Regions from separate parts of the Sus scrofa genome. Here region 1 is linked to region 2. A link is a contact called in public Hi-C data. All regions are on one chromosome and are shown on one strand. The core of a region is the stretch at or near the end of the contact, and the rest is flanking DNA. Distances in the headings are between cores, read along the strand shown.

Region 1 (5,450 bases), core at 2,236-4,735, 170 kb before region 2:
TTCCAGAAACAAGTCAAGACTGCCAGATCCAGAGTTCCTGTCGTAGCGCAGTGGAAAGGAATCTGACTAGGAAATATGAGGTTGCAGGTTCGATTCCTGGCCTTGCTCAGTGGGTTAAGGATCCGGCATTGCCGTGAGCTGTGGTGTAGGTCGCAGACAAGGCGGGATCCCACGTTGCTGTGGCTGTGGTATAGGCCAGCAGCTGTAGCTTTAACTGGACCCCTATCCTGAGGACCTCCATATGCCGTGGATGCAGCCATTAAAACAAAACAAAACAAAAGACTGCCAGATCCCTTCCCAGTCAGAGGATTTGTCCACCCAGAGGCAGGCTTCCAATCAGAGCTGAGTTAGTCAGATTCCTCCTTCTAGCACCTATACTCGATCCTTGGCAGAACTCAGTGTGTTCCTGTTTCTTCCTACATTTCCAGAGGATGGGGAAGTAGAAGCCTTCAATGATTCTATACAACTGCTTCCCTACTTTCCTTCTAATAAACTCACCTTTTACCTCTACGCTGGCCAGAGTTAGTTTCCATTACTTAGATGACTGAGAGGGGTCACAATCAAGTTCTGGAACACACACCTCTTTGTGTTAGACTCTCTCAACTAGCATCCATTGAGGGCCTACTGGCCGTAAGGCACTGTAACCACATCTGTGTCATGAGGACCAGTAACATTTTAGCAGAAGATTGGGCCATTACAAGGTGAGAACAGCAAAAAAAACAGAGGGTGGTTATAGAGAACTGAAAGCAACCCAATTTTACTGCAGAATAAGACACATAAAGGCACATAGTTAATACTCAATAAATGATTGCCAAGTTGATATAAGACCAGACAGACAAGTTGAGGACAAATTCTATATGGCTTTGAATGCCCAACTAAGGGAGGCAGAGTTTACTCTCCTCAGAACAGGAGCCACTGAAAATTTCTGAGCAGAAGAGCCCCATAATATGGACTGTGCTTTAGAAAGAACATTAACATCTCAGCCAGTCCTCATGAATGCTCAGCTTATTAAAGGGCTGAAATTTCTGTGTTTAAGTATAGTATGCATGTTTCTAACTAGGGACATTTATCAGCACTTGTACAGAAAGCAGAAGGTTTTGTTTCAATGTCAAAATGATACTTCTGTATGACTCTCCTCAGAGGACAAGTGAAGATATTTGCAAATTTGGTATTATTAGATAATTTTATCTTCTGGTCTGGATTATCAAATGAAGTTGTCAGCAAAATTAATTTAGGGTCAACAATGTTTCTATGCTAATGCTAATGATGACTAGCAGACAAGCTAGTCTCATGTAATAACTGAGAATCTGCTATGTACCTTCTTGCACTCCTCTAATAGTTCCACTGAATGTGTTTTATAAGACATTCTACAGCATAAGCAATGAGTATTATGAAGGTTTTGAGCACATGCCATCCTGTAACCATTAAGTGTAATTTAAACACAGACCCTAATATCAATGATACCCCAGTTTAGAAAAGCTATACTTTATTTTCTAGCCACAGAGATGACAAAGTACATACTTCAAGCACCATTCATTAAATTTTAGGGAACTAGTAACGTAAACATAAAAACCTATCTGCTTGGGAGTTCCAATTGTGACTCAGTAAGTTAGGGACCCTACAGTTATCTCTGTGAGGATTTGGGTTCCATCCCTAGCCTCACTCAGTGGGTTAAGGATCCTGCACTGCTGCAAGCTGCGGAGTAAGTCGCAGGTGCCGCTGGTATCTAGTGTTGCGGTGGCTGTGGCATAAGCCACAGCTGCAGCTCCTATTCAACCACTGGCCCAGGAACTTCCATATGCCACAGGTGCAGCCATACAAAAGACAAACGAACAAACAAAAACCTGGATCTGCTAATTCTACCAGTAACTATTTACATGGTGATTTGAAGAAATAAAACAGAACAAAATAAAACTGTGTAGGAAAAAAGTAAAATGAAAAGCAAAAGAATTCTATCCAAACAAATCAACAAAGTTTTCTTTCCCTTCAAATAAAGAGAACCAAAAATGTCAGCAATAAAAGCATACATAATTATTATCAATCACTGCGACGCCACGGCATAGGAAAACAGAAAAGTTACCGATTCACAGGTCGAGAATATTTTTCTAACCCCTACTTGTACTATAACTAGTGAACCGGAGAACTCCAAGACTTTCCCAAAGTTGAAAAGAATTCAGTAACTCGTACAGAACTTCATGAACAGTTTTTGAGATATCACAAACACTTGCTGCCAGGGTGTTCCAACCTTGGCTTTTAAGTGGTGCTGCAAAAGCTACAGTGTCCCGGGTGCCATAACAGGGCGAAGCCCCCTCGGGCGCATTCCCCAGGACTCGAATTAGGGAACAGAGGGAAGATGGGGCGGGCTGCTGCTCTGCCCCACCGCCCCACACCTACTCGGCCGCTGTCCTCCCCGCACCCCACTGGGCTGGGTACTCACAGCTCTAGTCTCGTACAGAACCAGCTTTTGGACCAAGCTGATTATGGGGGCGGCGGCCGCGGGCATGGCCGAGCAAACGGGGGCGCGCCCCAACAGGCACTAGGCCACAGCCTTGGTTGCAGCAGCCTCGGAACTGCCCCCAAGAAACCCGGAGAGAAGACGCCTCAGATCCAAGATGCCAAGTTCCGCAGGTAAAAACACTGCATCGGCACGAAATACATAGATGATCAGCTACTAAGGTTCAGGTGTTTCCGGATCCGTAGGCCCCACCTCCAGGCAAACCCCACCCCAGCTACCGCGTGGGCGGGACTGGAGGAAGAACCATAGAGAAGTGGGGTAGAGGTTTCCAGAGCCTGCGTACTGCGAAGGAGGAAGCAAAGAACGCCATCTTTGGTATGGGAACGAGGAAAAGTGGGCGGAGAAAAGGGCACTGCCAGTTTAGTTAAATCTCACCTTTTTCTGGTCCTTCTCTTTGCAAAAGTGGACGATTTGGGACTGGATTACTTCTTTTGAATTGGCTCTCCGACTTGCAGATAGATCCATTCCCAAGTTTGTCTGTTTTTTCTCTGCCTACTTCTGCCCTTTCCTGAAAACCTACTCTGTGACGGTCCTGCACTAAGCATAGGTGTTTTTCCCCTTCTGTCGCTGTGTGTCTCTTTTACCCTTAGAAGAATCAACTAAATCCATGGTATCCAGAGGGTGTGTGGTTCAATTAGTGTTTTATAATCGCTTAAAGTTGGAAATTTCCAAGCTTGCCACTTATTTGTGCAGGAGGCTAACCATCTGTAAATTCTAAAAAAAGACTGTCGAGTGTAGTGTAATACAACGTAGTGTAGTACTGGCTTTGGAGTTCTGCGTTAAAAGAAGTTTTCTTACACGAGATGTGAGTGAACATAAGTAAACAACGCATGTACTCTCTTTGATCATCAGCTTCCATATTTGTGAAAAGGAGTGTATTAAAATTTTGAATACAAAGGTACGAAAGTGAGTATTTAAAGTAAATCAGTAAATTACAGCCCCACCTTCCGAGGCCCCGCCCCCAAGAGGCTCGACACTTTGCACCAAGCTGGGTTCCCTTGGCAACCGCTCAACAGATCCCAGAGTCCCTGGAGAGGACTGCAGCCAGCCGGTGGGGTCTGCTACGAATAGGTATGTAGGAGTCAGAGTCCACCGCTCGGATCCATTTCCGTAGCGAATGAAATCCCACCATCTCCTGCGGGGAGCCCAGACCAGTTCCTTTCCTTGCAAAATTAAACTTCGAGATCTCCGTAAATTCCGCTTTTGAACCTCACTCCTCCTTTCAACGAACATCGTTTTCATTCCACAGGTATTCACTGGGTACCAACTGTGAGATGTAAGATGTACTGGAATGGCAAAAGTGCTAGGTTTCCCAGGAAATGGGTCCCTTGTTAACTGCAGAGCCCACTGCTAGAGGATTTTTTCAACTGCTAAAAATGTAAGGAAATTTAAGAATTTTTGTATTCAATTGTAGTATAAACATAATGTGGCATTGGGGATTATATTGTAAATTCAAAATCAAGAAATTGCAAAATTTTTAAATTAATATTTATTTTAAACTTTCTTTCATAGTTTGGTATGAAATTTTGGGTTTTATTAAGAACTAGAAAGATGGCGAAGTTCCCTTTGTGGCTCAGTGGTTAACGAACCCGACTAGTAACTGGTTGCAGATTCGATCCCTGGCCTGCTCAGTGGGTTAAGGATCTGGCGTTGCTATGGCTGAGGTGTAGGCCAGCCGCTACAGCTCCTATTCTACCCCTAGCCTGGGAACCTCCATATGCTATGGGTGCAGCCCCAAAAAGACAAAAGAAACAAGAACAACAAAAACAAAAACAAAAAACTAGAAAGATGGCCATCTCAGCACTGGCACTTTGCATTGACTTGGATCTTTTACCTGGGAAAAATACTTAGTTCTGTTCCATTACATAATGGAAAGCAACTCTTCTGAACATGAGTTAAATATTTGCACATTTTTATTCAGGATAACTCAAAATATCTGTAGAATTCCAGTTTTCCAATATTTAGTTTTCAATTATTATATTACTATATTCCATTTGAAACTGGTGTTAGTTTTGTTCATCCAGAAGCAGATCCTGAGACAAAACTTGAGGACAAATAGTTTATATGGGCAATAATCTAGCAAAACAACAGCCACAAAGGGAAGGAAGCTAATAAAGGGAATAAAGGGAATATTATTAAGCAAATTTCTCTGTTAGCTGAATTCTCTGAGGAATTCTTGGATGTATGTCTCAGTTATTCCCTTTTAAGGGGAAAGAGAGCTGGGGTATTTATTCACCAATTCCCATCAGTTATAGGTTGAGTCTTGCTATGGAAGAATATTAATTCTTATACAGTTATACAGTCTGCTGTATAACTCAGGCAGAACAAGGTCTGGCAGCCAGAAAGGGCCCTTAAACAAAGAACCACAAGCCACCAGTTGGAAGCCGGGCTGGTCATCTGTGGAAAAGGTTGGTGTCAAATGGATAGGGTTAGGGTACTAATAACATCTGCAACATTCCAAGCTTTGCCCCACTCATACCCATTGCGCTCCCTCCACATTAAGTTGACAGCATCCTGTCACTGGTTCTTCAAGGCAGTTTCTGGTCCCAGTTTCTAAAACAAAAGGATGCGCAAAAAGACCTACATCTCCCTGCTCCTAATTAGGTAGCAGCAGCTCTACCTCTACTTTCCAGGGCAGTAACTCCTTATCAAGGACGTGACTCATTAGAGGTCATCATAGATTCTGCTTGTTACACCACTCTCATAGCCCCATGCACACGCTTCTTCCCCAGAACCCTTTTTCTCTTATGATCCAGTCTCACTCCTTCCAGGCTCTGGACCAAGCCATTCAGCATCACTCTCCAAATTAAGGACCTAGGAATATTGCTTAAAGCTCTGCCTACCAGGAGGATTTCCCCTAATCACCACCTCTCAGGACTACTCCTGAGTGGGACTAAAGTCCAAAAGCATTCCATTTACAGCTTGCACCAATATA
Region 2 (5,454 bases), core at 2,442-4,941:
TATTTTTAATGTGTCCCTTGTGTTATCTCGGGAGTCAGTGACATCATCATGCCTTGTTTCTGAGGAAGATTCTTAAATAAAAAGCAGCATATAGGAGTTCCTGTTGTGGCGCAGCAGAAATGAATCCGACTAGGAACCATGAGGTGGCGGATTCGATCCCCGGCCTTGCTTAGGGGGTTAAGGATCCAGCATTGCCGTGAGCTGTGGTATAGGTCGCAGATGTGGCTCAGATCTGGCATTGATGTGTCTGTGGCATAGGCTGGCAGCTGTAGCTCCGATTCGACCCCTAGCCTGGGAACCTCCATATGTGGGTGCGGCCCTGAAAAGACCAAAAAAAAAAAAGCATATAGAGGACAAAGTAGCAGGGAAGGGTAGGAAAAAATAAGCAACCCAAACTTTGGGTCCACTTACTCTCATCAGCCAAGAGAGAAAGTTGGGAGTCATTCTTGATGGGTCCCTCCTCACCCCCACCCTAATCCATCCTCAAGTTATGTCAGTTTCACTTCAAACTAGTGGTCCACTTTTCCCACCCCAACTGCTGTACCATCACCAGGTCCTCTCGCCTGGACTCCTGCCAAGGTCTGCCTTTCCTCCCTCTCCCCAAGCTCTTTCTCCACCAGAAATGGTGATCTACCCAGCTCACCATAGTGCCCTTAGCATGAAGCTGAGGGCTCTGCTAAACGCATGGATATTGCATTATTAAAGCAAATATGAACAGATCTCTGCTCTGCTTACAATCTTTCTGCAGTTTCCCTCTACACTCAGAATAAAATCCCCAACCCATCTTCCCCTCAGGTCCCTTCCCCATTCTCACTTCTAGCCACACTGTCCTCCCCAAACAGAGCCAGCAATTTCCTGCCTTAGGTTTTGAGGCAGGCAGTTTCTCAGGCATGAAAGGTGTCTGCCTCTTCTCCCTGACTAATGTCTGCTCATCTGTCAGAATCCAGTGCAAGTGTCACTTCCTCACCCTCTAATCCCCTCAGACCCTCTAATCTCAATCAGGCCACCCTTTTATATCTGTCTACAGCACTCACACTTTGGACTCAACAGGTAATTATTTTTAGATCAAGAGCTGTGTCTGCCTAGTCACAATGCAGCCACAGCTCCTGACCCAGGACTGTGTGTGTGGTGTTTGAACACACTGACCTACAGGAAGGCCATATATAGGGTGGCTTAGAACTGTCACCTGCATTGCTAGGGATCTAGTTTCTGACTCCAGGCTCTAGGTGAGGTCAGGATGGCACTGCAGGAAGACAAAAATATGGTGTGGATTAGAAGAAAGGGATCCTGTCTTAAAGGCTCAAGTTTTTAAACCTAGGCCACTGCTGGCATGATTATTTGCAAAAACACTAGAATGGGATTCTTTTAAAACTGACTTCCCAATTATTTGATCCAGTGTGAATTAGCCAGTGTTTGTGCCCGTGTTTTTAGTTTCATATACACATGTAATATGGCTCATGATTCAGATAAGATTCTAATTAAGAAGAGAAATACTTGTAGACAATTATTCATTTAGCTTTATTAGAGGCCATTTTTTTTTTCTCTCTCTCTTTGAAGAAATTCTAAATAGAACTTGCTTTGGGCCTTCTGAACTGTACATTTCTTAGAGTCACCGACATTGAGTAATAGGAATTTAGAATCAAAATGAGTTGAAGAGGTTGAGTAATTAAACTGCCTCTATTTAGAGATAAGACTAAAGCATGGTGGTTGGTGACTTTTCAAGGTTACACTAAGTTCATGTGCAGCAAAGCTGGAATCTGACCAGATCGTCTAGATTACAAACCAATATACCCTACTCTTTTTGCTCCACTGTGTAGTTTTAATTAACATAAAGTGAAACTCCAAGTCAGCAGTTTTTTTAAGCACTGAAGAAGTCATTATTGTTCTGTGATCTTTTTTTTTTTTTTTTTTTTTTTGGTCTTTTTGCCATTTCTTGGGCCGCTCCTGCGGCATATGGAGGTTCCCAGGCTAGGGGTCGAATCGGAGCTGTAGCTGCCAGCCTATGCCAGAGCCACAGCAACGTGGGATCCAAGCCGCGTCTGCAACCTACACCACAGCTCACAGCAACGCTGGATCGTTAACCCACTGAGCAAGGGCAGGTACCAAACCCGCAACCTCATGGTTCCTAGTCGGATTCGTTAACCACTGCGCCACGACGGGAACTCCTGTTCTGTGATCTTTTTTAAAGACACATTTTAGCATCTGTCATTCCGAAAGCCATGTGACCTGGTTTGGCTGAGAGGGCAAGTCATTGAGTTAAGAGGCAGACCCTGCTGGGCCTTTGCAAAGGCACTAAGTCGGAGCAGCTGGTTATTCACTAATGAAAGAGAAATGGCATGAAAGCCTGGTAAACCCATTTAGAATGGACTTTAAAACCCTTCTTATGCTATGTATTTAAGTATGGGTGTGTCTGATATTTGGCAAATTGATTTCAAGCCAAGTGACTAGTCACACTCATGAGCTAGGACGGGCTCCAGTTTCCTGAGCCTGACCTGGCTGAATTCCCTGCCGCTCCTGGCAGAGAGCGGGCTTTTCCCCTTCTCGCTTGCTTCTCAGCTCAATCTGGGAACAGTGAGTATAACAAATCTTACTGGGTCTCAGAGAGTTTCCAGATGAAATGCAAAGTAAGAATAAAGATAAGGAGAGAGCCATAGGGACCCAGCTCTTTCCAGTCCCTGGATCTCAAGGAAAGGACCCTCCCATTCATTCCTGTTTCATTAGTGTAACAGTGTCACTTGCTCTAAACAAGAAACCCAGCTTCTTATGATGCCAGCCTTTCACTTGCCACGTTGGGTCAACACTGGATTCCAGATAGGCGTGAGTCCCGTACCAGCTGTGCCGCTTGCTGGCTAACTTGTTGTGGATCACAGAACCTCTGTGACCTCGGTTTCTTCTTCAGTAAAATGGGACTCTCGTGATCAAGATAACATTCATAGTAGATGTTTATTAAATGAGGACTCATGTTTTATTAACTAATGGTATGACCTTGAAAGAGTGTCTTCACTTTGGCGCTGTTTGCTTATGAGGAATACGAGGAAGTTGATCCCAAAGGTCTCTTTTCATCACCGACAGTTCCGTGTGTCCTTTCTCCATGGCATTCTTACCTACTGGGGAACTAGCCTTTCACCCACACACCCCTCCCACTTCCGCCTTTCGTAGTAATGGTCTAACACCGCCGTCTCCACCCCAAGACCCTCTGGCCCTCTCACTTCTGCCGCTGTGGAAGCTACAACTGCCGAGTTCCCGGAACTTGAATCCGTGCCCGTTGCCCGCAGCCGGGGTCTAGCGGCAAACTAGTTGTAGGGGAGACGGCCCCCGAGCGTGGGTTCATCGTGGGGCGCCCGGGCTGGCCGTGCATCTCCTGGTAGGAGAGGTGAAGAGATGCAGACGTGCCTATGGTCTCAACAACTTCGGCAAACTTCTCGCTCAGCCCGAGCGCCCTCTCCGCCCAGTGCTCGGAGACAGCCGAGGAGTAGGTACGGAGCAAGGGTGGGTGGCCTCGCCCACCCGGGAAGGGCTAACTTTGCCGGCGCAGGCAACGCTCCAGGATGGCGCCTAAGGCCGCTGGTGCGCCGTCGGGATCCGGGCGCCTCGGATCCCCGGCTTATCGGCCGGGCCAGGCCCGGGTCTCGGGCCCGAGAACGGAACGGAACGCCGCGTCAGCGGCGCCACGCCCTCCAGCCACGCCCTGCAGGCGTGGGCGGGCCCGGGCTGCCCGCAGCTGCAGATCGCCGGGTAATGAGATGCTAATGAGGCGCGAATAAAGCCTCCGCGGGTTGCGCGTCCCGTGCGGAAGCTCACACCCAGACTGAATCCACGGCCCCGCGCTGCCGGGGTGCAGTCCTGCAGTCGCGGCTTTTGGTCCGCGCCGCTCCACCTCCACTACCGCCTTCTCTCCGTCCCCGGCCCCCCACCCGCCCCGACTGGGACACCCGCTGGGCAGGAAGCGGCCCCCTCCGGGCTCCCGAGCCCCCGGTAAGTGCTCCAGCTGCGCGCCCGCTGCCTGCGGGGGCCCGGCACAGGGGTAGGGGTGCGCTTCTGGGGAAATAAGGCTCCCGGCGCTCGGGAATCCCGCCGGCCCGGTCCGGCCCGTCTCTCTGCACCCCCGCCCTTTTCAGCCTCTGTCCCGACTTTACGGTCCAGAGTGGGAATATCCCCGCCCTCCCGCCGCCAGTGGTCCTGCTCCCTCTCCATCCTTCCAGACCGCTCCATCCCTCCCACATCCTTTGTCCTGGCGTTTCCAGGTTGGGACGCCCCTCTCCCCACTTCTCTGAGGGGAAGAGAGACCTTTGCTGTGTCTGACACCCCCAAGAGAGACCTTTGGTCTTCCTGACGTCCCGTCCGCCCTCGTCCAGGTGACCTGCGGCAGAGATTTTAATCTCCTTCTGCCTGAGCCTGGCCCGCGGAGACTGGGACGGGTGTGGCGGCCGAGCAGGGTCAGGGGGATCAGCCCAAGGACATAACCCCCATCAGTGCCACCCACCTTCCTTACCTAACTCCCCTGTGGGCAACCATGTCCCCCGCTCCCTCCGATTCCTCCTGATCCCTGCGTGAGAAAGCCCTCTCTAACACCCCTCAAGTTGCGTGGGGACCTAAACGAGAGAGAAGGGGACAAAGGGAGGCCTTGTCTTCGGAATTCCTGGGAGAGCCTGGAGGGATGGGGCAGGGCATGGATGGGGGTGGGAGGAAGCTGGGAGGGACCAACCCTGCTGCCTTGCGCTCCCCCACCCCGCGCCCCCGCAAATCCCTCAACCATCTCGGCTGTGAGCGGTGGCAAGTCAGGGGAAGTATTTTGACCACAGTGAGTCAGAAATAGATCCAGTTGTGTGTCACTCAGTCAGATGCAACATCCTCTGCTGTTGGTTAAGGTAGTTTTGGTGATGGGAAGTGGAACCTCCGGAGGAGACTGTCTCCTCCCCCCAGGAAGCAATCACAAGCGCTAAAGTGCAAAACTTTCCCCCGGCATGTGACACACTCCACAAGCAGCGTGGCACTGCGTACATTGAGGGGCCCCAGGCTCAGGGCGGCATGGGGTGAAATGGGGCGGAATGTGTGCCTAGCAGCTGGGATGGCAAGTATTAGAGTCATCCCGGTCTGTTCTGCAAGGAAAGCTCTCCTCCTGGGCACCCTGCCCGCTCCACATCCGAGGAGTTCCTCACGACCTGCTTCCAGGGCCTCAGGAGGCAGAGGAGGAATTCCTGTCCCCTGGGCCCCAGAGATGGAGCAGGGCTTGGAGATTCCTGAACAAGAAGGCTGAGCTGGAACCTCCCTTCCCTGGCTTTCCAAGGGCCTTCTGGGCCCAGGACTGCTGATTTTTCATTTCCAAATTTGGCAAATTTCACTTGGAGTGGAAGGGATAGCAGCTGTCTCTGAGCAGCTGGCAGAGAGGAGCAGAGACCCGGAGCTCCCTCGGGGTACCGGATTGCTTTCTTCTCCCCTTCCTTTTCCCTTCCT

Evidence for each region. A called contact is a pair of places that touch in the nucleus more often than the background predicts.
Region 1: a contact with region 2 is called in a Hi-C map of liver, with 4 times the contacts expected there. The contact joins the promoter of AK9 here to the promoter of MICAL1 in region 2. A contact is called at or near these places in 1 of 5 promoter capture datasets (liver), 3 of 47 Hi-C or Micro-C datasets (blood, heart right ventricle and liver) and 1 of 2 datasets of contacts at active chromatin or transcription factors (alveolar macrophages).

What each region holds. Positions count from the first base shown.
Region 1 is chr1:75,691,450-75,696,899 of Sscrofa11.1, reverse strand. AK9 (adenylate kinase 9) reads left to right here and starts at 3,485. Exons shown (of 40, transcript XM_021091050.1): 1 at 3,485-3,586. FIG4 (FIG4 phosphoinositide 5-phosphatase) reads right to left here and starts at 2,672. Exons shown (of 23, transcript NM_001243250.1): 1 at 2,438-2,672. The coding sequence starts at 2,503.
Region 2 is chr1:75,520,997-75,526,450 of Sscrofa11.1, reverse strand. It overlaps MICAL1 (F-actin-methionine sulfoxide oxidase MICAL1), which reads left to right and starts at 3,691. Exons shown (of 25, transcript XM_005659375.3): 1 at 3,691-3,975.